Regions from separate parts of the Macaca mulatta genome. Here region 2 is linked to region 1. The links are chromatin contacts, called in public Hi-C maps. All regions are on one chromosome and are shown on one strand. Each heading gives the region's core, a stretch centred on a gene start, on an enhancer-like site or on the middle of the called end of the contact. The rest is flanking DNA. Distances are from core to core; before and after follow the strand shown.

The links. A called contact is a pair of places that touch in the nucleus more often than the background predicts.
Region 2: a Hi-C map of fetal cortex germinal zone shows a contact between it and region 1, with 3 times the contacts expected there. The contact joins the promoter of CPEB2 here to the enhancer-like site in region 1. A contact is called at or near these places in 2 of 14 Hi-C or Micro-C datasets (fetal cortex germinal zone and fetal cortical plate).

The regions. Positions count from the first base shown.
Region 1 is chr5:13,325,865-13,330,796 of T2T-MMU8v2.0, reverse strand. No RefSeq gene overlaps it. Among named protein-coding and RNA genes, the nearest start is that of BOD1L1, 630 kb to the right of the region's middle. Within about 2 kb of position 3,431, at least 4 of the 40 cell types and tissues checked have an H3K27ac peak or open chromatin away from gene starts, as enhancers often do. A contact at or near this core is called in fetal cortex germinal zone and fetal cortical plate, where this site is marked.
Region 2 is chr5:14,060,446-14,064,989 of T2T-MMU8v2.0, reverse strand. CPEB2 (cytoplasmic polyadenylation element binding protein 2) reads right to left here and starts at 2,425. Exons shown (of 9, transcript XM_078003166.1): 1 at 537-2,425. The coding sequence starts at 2,204. LOC114678133 (a long non-coding RNA gene) reads left to right here and starts at 1,132. Exons shown (of 11, transcript XR_003729400.2): 1 at 1,132-1,220; 2 at 3,188-3,295.

The DNA.
Region 1 (4,932 bases), core at 2,182-4,681:
CAAAAATTCACTCAAAACACCTACTAGTGAAAATCAAGCAATATACGACTTATTAAATAACTTATTTCATGCAAAATAGAAAAAAGTTACCAATGATTGATATAATCACTTCAGTGTCATGAATGATTGCAAAGGGTAAGGGAGGAGACATCAATTTCTCATAAATATCAAAACTGCAACCTTGACAAGGTTTTTTTTTTTTTTTTTTTTTTTTGAGACGGAGTCTCGCTCTGTCGCCCAGGCTGGAGTGCAGTGGCTGGATCTCAGCTCACTGCAAGCTCCGCCTCCCGGGTTTACGCCATTCTCCTGCCTCAGCCTCCCGAGTAGCTGGGACTACAGGCGCCCGCCGCCTCGCCCGGCTAGTTTTTTGTATTTTTTAGTAGAGACGGGGTTTCACCGTGTTCGCCAGGATGGTCTTGATCTCCTGACCTTGTGATCCGCCCGTCTCGGCCTCCCAAAGTGCTGGGATTACAGGCTTGAGCCACCGCGCCCGGCCGACTATGTTTTTTTGACCCCTGCAGAGTTGTACCTACTAACTAGTACTGCTCACTACCACCAAAGATGCAACATGGCTTAGATGAATGATCTCTAAACTGTCTGTTGAGTGAGTATGTTTTTCATTGTTGTTGTTGTTCAAGCAGTCTCAGACAAGCAACTAATTATTTTATGCCTCAGCTTCCTTATCTGTCAAGTGGACTATGATAAAGCAGTTCTTGCTTTAGCAATGGGTTTGGAGAACAAATAAGATAACAACTACAAAGTTCTTTGAAAAGTCAAAAATAGAAATATATATGTACATGTGCACACAAATATGTATATATTCATGCAAATACATATATAGTTTTACATATATTTTGAGAACATTTATGCTCTCTTATTCCTTTTTTCAGACATGCTTTCTGATTGCTCTATATGAGCCAAGCTTGCACAGGGTTTACTTTTATAACATGTATGATTTTATTGGAGTCTCACACCAACTCTTTTGAGGCAGGTATTTTTGCCATCTTCATTTTTCTTTTTTAACGGATAAACAAACTCAGGCTTGGGAAAGATGCTCTGCACTGGCCATTAGGCCAGATGTGTTGATCTTACAGAGCTTCTTAGTGAGTTGCAGTGTGTAAAGTTGGGTGAAGTGTCATCCGTGAACTTCCTAACACCTGTTTTAAACACATTGTCTTGGGTGAGGTAAGGTCAGGTCAGACGCAGATCAAGAGAAAGAAATCAAAGAGTCTTAGAGTTTTGTTATACTCACACTTCCCTGGAGAGACACAGCGTGCCACACAGGGACACATGGGGAAGCACCAGAGTCAGTCACAGGCAGAGGGCAAGAGGAACTTTGAGCTAGCACTTTTATTGTGGTTTCTGCAGGAAAAAAGGGTGAGGCTGGGCCCTGGGACATAGAGATTGTCCTCGGTTGTCTGGCAACTGCTCTGAGGCTATTAACAAAAATGTGTCATGGCCTGAAATGTAGGAACCTGATAATAGAAGATGATATACACACACAAAACTACAAACTACATTGTACCATCTAATATTTATATGATGGTTTAAACAATTTGTTATAATTTTTGAAACAAAATACTTGAGAAAATAGTATATATGAGACAGCAATATAAAAAGGTAGTAAGAGATCCAGTCCAGGTCAAAATCTCAGCTAGTCTGCTTATTTGCTATGTGAACTTGGATGAAATATTTAACTTCATTATTCCCCTGTTTCTATATATAAATATATAATACTAGAACCTAACTAGATAGTGACTTCTAGTGAGTGCTCTACATATTGTAGCTTTAAAAAAAATATAGCTTCTAAATAAAGTTATATGATGCTGCATTTGGTCATTCAGAATAATCTATAATATTTTGCTGCCTTAGCTTACTCACAAGGTAGATTTTAAGTGAGAAAATATCACAACTATTTATAGGATACAATATCAAGTTTATTGAATGAAGTGAGTATATACGTAAAGTTAAAACATTTTCTAAAATATTAGAAATCTCAAAACAAATTACGTGTGAACTAATGAATGTTTCTGCCATCTCCATCTTATTAACAGAGTCACTGAAAATTAGTGAAGGTTTGTCATATAGTCAAGATATATTTCATATGTTTTATTAATGCATCGTCTCATTACTAATATAGAAATAAATTGCAAAGAAAAAATGTTAGGCTTGAGTAGAGCCTTGGGAATCATCTGGTTTAGCACTATCATCTTAGAAACGGGCTTTTATGGCGAGATGGGAAGTGCCATCTTTAAGTATTTTTGAGGAGGTTCAGCCTTCAGGATCTCTGATGCAGAGAACAGATCCAAATCCATTTCCCTTAGTAAGGCTTTGGATTTTTCAGAAGGCCAAGCATCAGACACCCATTTACAACAGAATAAGAAAGCCCCATTAAAGTAGGAGTGTGTGATATCTACCTCACCCTACACATTTTATAGCTCTCCATTCAACCATGGTTTTCTTCAGTATACAAAACTGAAAAAAAAAAAAAAAAAAAAAAAAAGCACTGGATGATGGTTGCAAAAGCTGTGTACATTTGCAAAAGTTACTTTCCATTTTGATCGTTACTATCAAAATGGGTTGTATAATGATACTCACCTCCCAAGAATGTCGCTGAAAGTCAATTCATGTGGCCAACACAGTGACTGGCACACAGTAGGCCCATTATAAGTGCTCCTTCAATCTTGGTAGGTTTTCACTACATGTTTAATGGAACCTATATTTTGTTGCCCTCTCAAACACCATAATCCTCTCTGAGGTCTTAATGGATACTTCTATGAATGTTCCAAAGCTCTTCACCTGTTCCTCAAAATGGATAGTGGTGGTACATACGGAAGCAACCTTTACTTAACATGCATCAAACATGTACTGAGAGGGTGTCTACCATGGTCTGTATGTCATGGGATGCTCCCTTAGATCTCTGTTCTCAATCATTCATCACTTTACAATTTTGTGTTGTCATTTGTTAACATCCAATTTCTTGATAATAATTATTTTGGAGGGAAACAGAAGTTTCAGACATGGAGAGAAACACTGCATCACTGCACTCACCTTTGAGGGTAAAGCCACTGGAATTGCAGGAATGACGATGCCTTCTTTTTTGTCAAACTCCAAGAACTGGGGTCAAAAAAACTTGCCACATATCCCAGGCCAAGCTGTGTGGAGATTGGTGTTTACATTGTGTGTAAGCACACATAAAATAAATGATGTGGGAAGAAGGTTCACCATCTATTTTAAAATGCTACCTTCTATTTTAGATCAAACATGTACAATTTCTGTTTAGCAATTTCAGCTAATTGTTGGATTAACATTTTGGGGAACAGATTGCAAACTTCAAAATGGAAAAGATCATTTTAGGGAGGGAAGCTAGGCAGCTGTCAGGGAGTCGGAATTAACATACATTTGCATAACAGATGTACAGTAAGGTGTCTATGACAGACAATCACTGAATATTAATGCTACAGACCATGACATCATTTGCGTAAATGCTGTCTGCTGGGTATTGAGGTTGGTGTGCTCTTTGCAGAAGACAAAGGGCCAGAGAATGGAACAGATGCACCCGATACGCCAATGCATCTTAATTTATGACATCCTCATGAAAGACCTTGTGGTGTGATTTCAGATTTTATTACAAATAATTTGGAGATAAAGGAACTAAGTAATTATCTTTTCCCCTACAGTTAGTCTCTCTCAAAGGAGAGGGTTCATTTGTGGACTGCCATTGTGATGCTCTCAGGAGAGTGGCATTAGTTTTATGAAGTGGGGGTGGGGTGCGGAAGAAAAGGAAAGCGTCCCTGAAAGTCAACATTGTGCCTTGAATAGATTTGGCTATTAGCGTGTTGTCAGACACCTGTCACAGATCAACTCACCCCCATACACACACACACTTGAATGAAGCAGCAGGTGATTCCATGGCAGGTTTCAAATGTTTTTTTTTTCCAAAGTGAATTAATGTTGAAGTATAAAACTCATTTTGTCAAGTCAATGTTACGAACATATGTTGAGCTTGTACTGTGTGCAAAGCACTGGGTTTCCTTTCTTTGGTATCTTAATCAATTCTTCACTGTCTTCCAGCCAGTCTCCACTGGACACCCTCTCCAGTAATTACAATCCATGAAACTACTTGCCTTTGTGACCTCTCATTGTATAACTAGCCCCTGATTGGCTAATTTTAAATGTTATGTATTTGATCAATATTTATTGGAGCATATAACAGGTGCCAGACCATGCACTAGGTACTGAATATGTAAAGATCCCGGGAGCTTCTGTCCTAAAGACGCTCACTCCCTAGTGGGAATGACAGTAAATCAGTCAACAAATGTCTATTGAGATGTTACTATGCATTAGACATTGTCAAGGTGTGGAAGCATAGCAGTAAATAAAGCTGACAATCACTGCCCTCAAGTTACAATCTTCCCACTGAGGAAGATAATAAACTGATAACCAAATAAACAGTATGGTATTAGATTCACCGGTAAAATAAGATAACGAGAAAGACAGTGGCAAAGAATGACTGGTAGTGATTAGGGGTGGGGAAGGTCTGTTTTCTTTTCAATCATTAAATACCTCTTTTATTATCTTTTATGACCTGATACCTGAATAATGAGAGGGAGGCAGCTACACAGAGCATCTCAAGCAATATCATTCAAGTAGAAGAAATAGCAAATGAGAAGTTCCTGAAGCTGAGTGCACAAGCATGCATATAATTTGATCAGGAGGAGATAAGTCCTAAGAACTACATTGTTAATAGATGTAATGGATGAGAACAAGGGAGAGAGCCCCTGATTCAACAGCTGTATTGTAGTCAGGTCCGAAGCAGTTGGTAGAAAGAATAGAATTCCACTGAGTCTTTTCATCACTGAAGCCCACAAGTAGGGGAGAGATTGAGTATTCAAAAAAGAGAGCACAGCATATGCAGAGACCTTAGAGAGA
Region 2 (4,544 bases), core at 1,176-3,675, 740 kb before region 1:
GCACCTTCTCCAACAATCATTTTCCTCCTGCCCAAGTTCACTTTCCACGGCCGCTCTTCCAAGGCCCCTGGCCCGCCCCCGGTCCTCGCCGCGCCTCCCCGAGTCAGGGGCCCGGGGCGGCGGCCCTCCAGGCTCAGGGCACCGGGTGGAGCCCGGGATGCGCCAGCTAGGAGGGTCAGGGAGAGACGCCGCGCCCGGCAGCCCGCGGCCACGGCGCTATTCAGCCCCTGCCCCAGCCCCCACCGCTGCGCCGGGACATTCGAGGGGCGCCCGGCCAGCCGCGGCTCCCAGCGCGAACTCGTCTCCCACGCCCCCGCAGCCCACGGTGGCTACTGCCTTCCCACCCCGCCGGGGGCTGGGGTTCCGAGTCCTGTCACGGTCGTCCGCCCTCTCAGTCCTACTCTCACTTGCGCAAGTGGCCCCGTCGCGGCTTCTCTCGGGGCTAAGATCGGGTCCCCGGCCTCCCCGCCGCCGCCTCCGTCCCCCGCCCGCAGTCTCCCGGTCCCGCGGCGCGGCCATGCCGCCGCCCGCCGTACCTGGTGGTGGTTATAGGAGTTCCTCTGCTGCAGGAAGGCGGCGGCCGCCGCCTGGTGCTGCTGCTGGAGCTGCGGGCTGACGGGCGACCTCCGGCTCTGAGGCTGCTGCGGCGCCGCGGGCGGCGGGGGCTGCTGTTGAGGTAAATTCATGGCGGGCGGCGGCGGAGGGGGCACAGCGGTAGCCGAGAAGGGGCCGCCGAAGCCGCCGCCGCCGCCGCCGCTCGTCGGCACGCTGAGCCCAGTGCAGCCGTGCGGCGACACGGGCGAGAAGCTCGGGAAGAAGGCCGGGTTCATGGACGACGGCAGCCCGGGGTAGAAGCCGTTCTCTGAGTCGGGGCTGGGCGGCGGCATGGCGCTGAGCGAGCCGCCGCCGCCGCCGCCGCCCGGGGTGGTGGCCGACGAGCCGGGCGGCTGCGGCTGCGGCTGGGGCGTCTGCTGGGGTGGCGGCTGCTGCTGCTGCGGCTGGGTCGGCGGCGGCTGCTGGGGCTGGGGTGGCGGGGACGCGGTCTGCACCGACCAGGGGGTGCCGAAGCCGGGCAGCGGCGGCGGCGACGCGGAGCCGCCTCCCCCTCCGCCTCCTGGGGGCCCCCCGCCCCCGCCGCCGCCGCCGCCGCCCGGGTGTGGAAGGTCCGGGCTCTGCAGGCTGCTGAAGGCGCCCGCGCCAAGCGCACCGCCGGGCAGGAGGTTACTGGGACTGTTGAGCAGAGGGTGGTTGGGGGACTCCATGGAGCCCGGCGCGGGGTTCACCGGCGGCGTCGAGGAGGCCAAGCCCGCATTGGGGGACTCGGCGGCGCTGCCCTCGCCCGGGGCTGGGGTCTTGCGAGGGCTGCCCGAGCCTCCGTGGCGGCGCCGCGGGGCTGCGGGCGGCGAGGGAGGGAGCTGCGGGAGCGGGGGCAGGTCGGCCGGACGCTGCCGCGGGGCGAAGTCCTGCGGCGAGAGGTGCTGCGGGTGCGGGAGGCTGAACTGCTGCGGCGGCTGTTGCTGCTGGCGCTGACCAAGCTGCGCCGGCTGGAGGAGCGGGCCGGCCGGCGGCGGCGGGCTGAACCGACCGGGGCAGTGGAGCGGCGGAGGCGGCGGCGGCGGCGGCTTCGAGTCCGGAGGGTGGGGAAGGTGGGGAGGGCTGAACTCTTTCCTCTTCTGGCTGCTCAGCTGCTGCTGCTGCCGCTTACTGAAGTCCTGCGGGGAGGAGGTGCGGCAGCAGCAGCAGGAGGAGGCGGAGGAGGAGGAGGGGTGGTGCAGACTCGGTTTGAAGTCCTGGGAGGGGAGGAGGTGGGTCACACCCGCGATCGTGCCGCCGCCGGGGTGGTGGTTGGGGAGTTTCTCCGTGGCCGCCGCCCCCGAAAGCGGCCGCGCCGGCTGCTGTGTCAGCCCCAGCAGCAGCTCATCCTGCATGGTCTGCTGATGCGCCAGGAACGGGGAGGAAGAGGAAGCGGCGGCGGCCGGGCTGCCCGCGCCGCCGCCGAGGGGGATGGAGAAGGGGGAGGCGGCCTCTAAGAAGCCGGTGACAGGCAACGGTGGTGGCGACAGCGGGCCGAAGGGCGTGGCGGAGGGCAGCGGGTTGGCGGACCCCACGGCGTAGGGACCGTACGCCTCGCCGCTGAACAGGGGCCCGGGGCTGCTGCTTCGAAGCGGGGCGGTCTGCAGCACCCCAAACCCGAAATCCCTCATTTATCTGGCCGCCGGCAGCGGGAGGAGACGCTCCTCGTCCCCTGCCCCACCTAGGAAGCCGCCGGCGCTGGGGCTGCGCGGCCGTGGTGGAAGGAGGAGGAGTCAGTGAGAGAGGGACACCGTGACTGAGCCGGGGGCACCGACTACGGCCCCACCACCCCTCGCGGCGATCGCCGCCGCCGCCACCTCCCGAGACCGGCTCGGGCGCCGCCGCCGCTCCCGTCGCCGTCGCCGCCCTGGCCGCTTAAGAACCCCGGAACGTGCGTCAGCGCCACCTCACAATCGCGCCGCCCCCCGCGGTGCGTCCCGGCACGCGCGGGCGCGAGGCCACCGCACCCCCGTCGCCCCTCCCCGCCCCTCATTAATATGCAGACGCAGCCGGGGGCGCGCTCGCGCTCCCGGGAGGGCGGGAGCGAGCGGCGCGTCTCCTCGGGCCTCTCCGCTCCCGGGGAAATGGAAAGGCCCGTTGGGGCGGGGGTCGGCTGGCTGACAGAGGTCGGAGCTCGGGGTGGGCGCGCGCACGAGGGCAAGCACGCGCCTGGGAGGGAGGGACGGTTCCTGGGCAACGGCCCCTCCCTGGCGCGGGATCGGCGCAGAACCTGCCCGGGTCGCACGCGTCTCCGCCCCTCGCGGTGCCTCCTCCTTCCTGTCACCTCGGTTCCGCCCTAAGTGAGGAGAAACCCTGCCGCACCACTCGGGCTTCCCAGGGCGGGGCTGCCCCGTGGGGGAAACTGAGGCCCGGGACCTCGACCAGCGCCTGCGCCGTGCGAGCCCGCGTAGAAATAGGTGCCCGAGGACCCCAGCGCAATGCGAGAGCCCGGCGCAGCCCGGGGGGTCCTGTGGTGAACTCGCATCTGGGCTCTGCAGGCTTGAAGTCCGCTGAGCGCCTGGCGCCTCGCCCCGCACCTCTAGACCCCGAATGCCGGGTCTAGGACCCCCTCGTCGCCCTAGGAAGCTCCCTCTAAGCTTGTTTCTGTTTGTAGGCGCTGGTAGGGGTGCTGTCACCGACATCCTATAGCCGCCGAGAGTGTTTCTGTAGGGTAAACATGAAGCCTCGGAGCCCCGGCTGTATTCCAGGCATTTTCACTTGGGTAAGAAGGAACAAAGTCCCTGGAACAAACACGCTCCGCGTGGTTATTTACACACTCGGATGCGTGGAACGGGTTCCACGGCGAGCTCCCATGGTAACCCCGGGCCAGCTCCGTTTCATAAAAGCGTTTCATGTGCCATCATCAGGGCTGCAGCATGGGACTCCTCCCAACCACATTCATTCTGGCGTCCCCGCCCCTTCCCCCCAGGGAGACTCTAATTTATTCCTAAGCTTTATGAATTTTCAAGGGAGAAATAGTTCTTACATCAGGGAAAAAAAAGGAGGTTCTGACTCAGCAGCAGACTTGTTGAGACTTGCAAAATGGAAGGGAGAGAGCTTTCCAGGGTAGAGCTCTTTAGAAGCGTTAGAGGAGGAACTAATCCTGTGTATTTCCTTTTGTATAGAAACATTTTACATAGAGTATTTGAAGGTCTAGATAAAGAATGACAGAGTGATGCATACAACATGATGAGATGAACTTCATGATCCTGTTTTGTAATTTTAACGTTTTGCTTGATGCTTAGAGAAATGAAACTATTAAATGAATCCTAGAATATAGACTCTTAACCCCCAAAGTAATGGAAGGTAGATTCAGACTTTACTTGATTTTGGTTTACAAGTGAGCTAAGATTAAATATTTAATTTTATAAATTACTATACTTTTACTGATGTAGGCAGAGTGTACATTTTTGTAAGTCCTCATTCTGTATTTGAATTCTACTTCTGTTCAGTGTCTTAAATTTATATAAATCAAAATAAACACGGTAGAAAGAGAGCAATATTGCCCCAGGGAACTGTATTTCGTGTATAATGTTTATCTCTGCTATCCTGTCCAATGAACCAAGTTTTATGTTGCCTTTACAATAAGGAAAAAGTATGTTTTTAAAAACTCATAAATGGTTCAGAATTTGGTCAGGTGAATAGAAAATTGGTTCAACTTATTAATCTCAAAATCACTTTTAACAATCAGGCAAAATGTAGAACTGGAGAAGTACTTTTATTCTAAATTACAATGTCTAGAAAATAACTGGAGCTCAGAATTTAAAATATAAATGGTTATTTTCACAGTACATATTGACATCTTATTCATTTTTTAAAAGGTATTGTGCAGGAAAAAAAACTACTTCTGCAACCAAGGAATGTAAAATCTTAAAAACGGATGAATTTTTTTCCAAGTACAGATGTATTTGATTGGAATCATTTGCAGATCCAACAACAAATCTTGAAATAGGGGGAAAATACAGGCATAA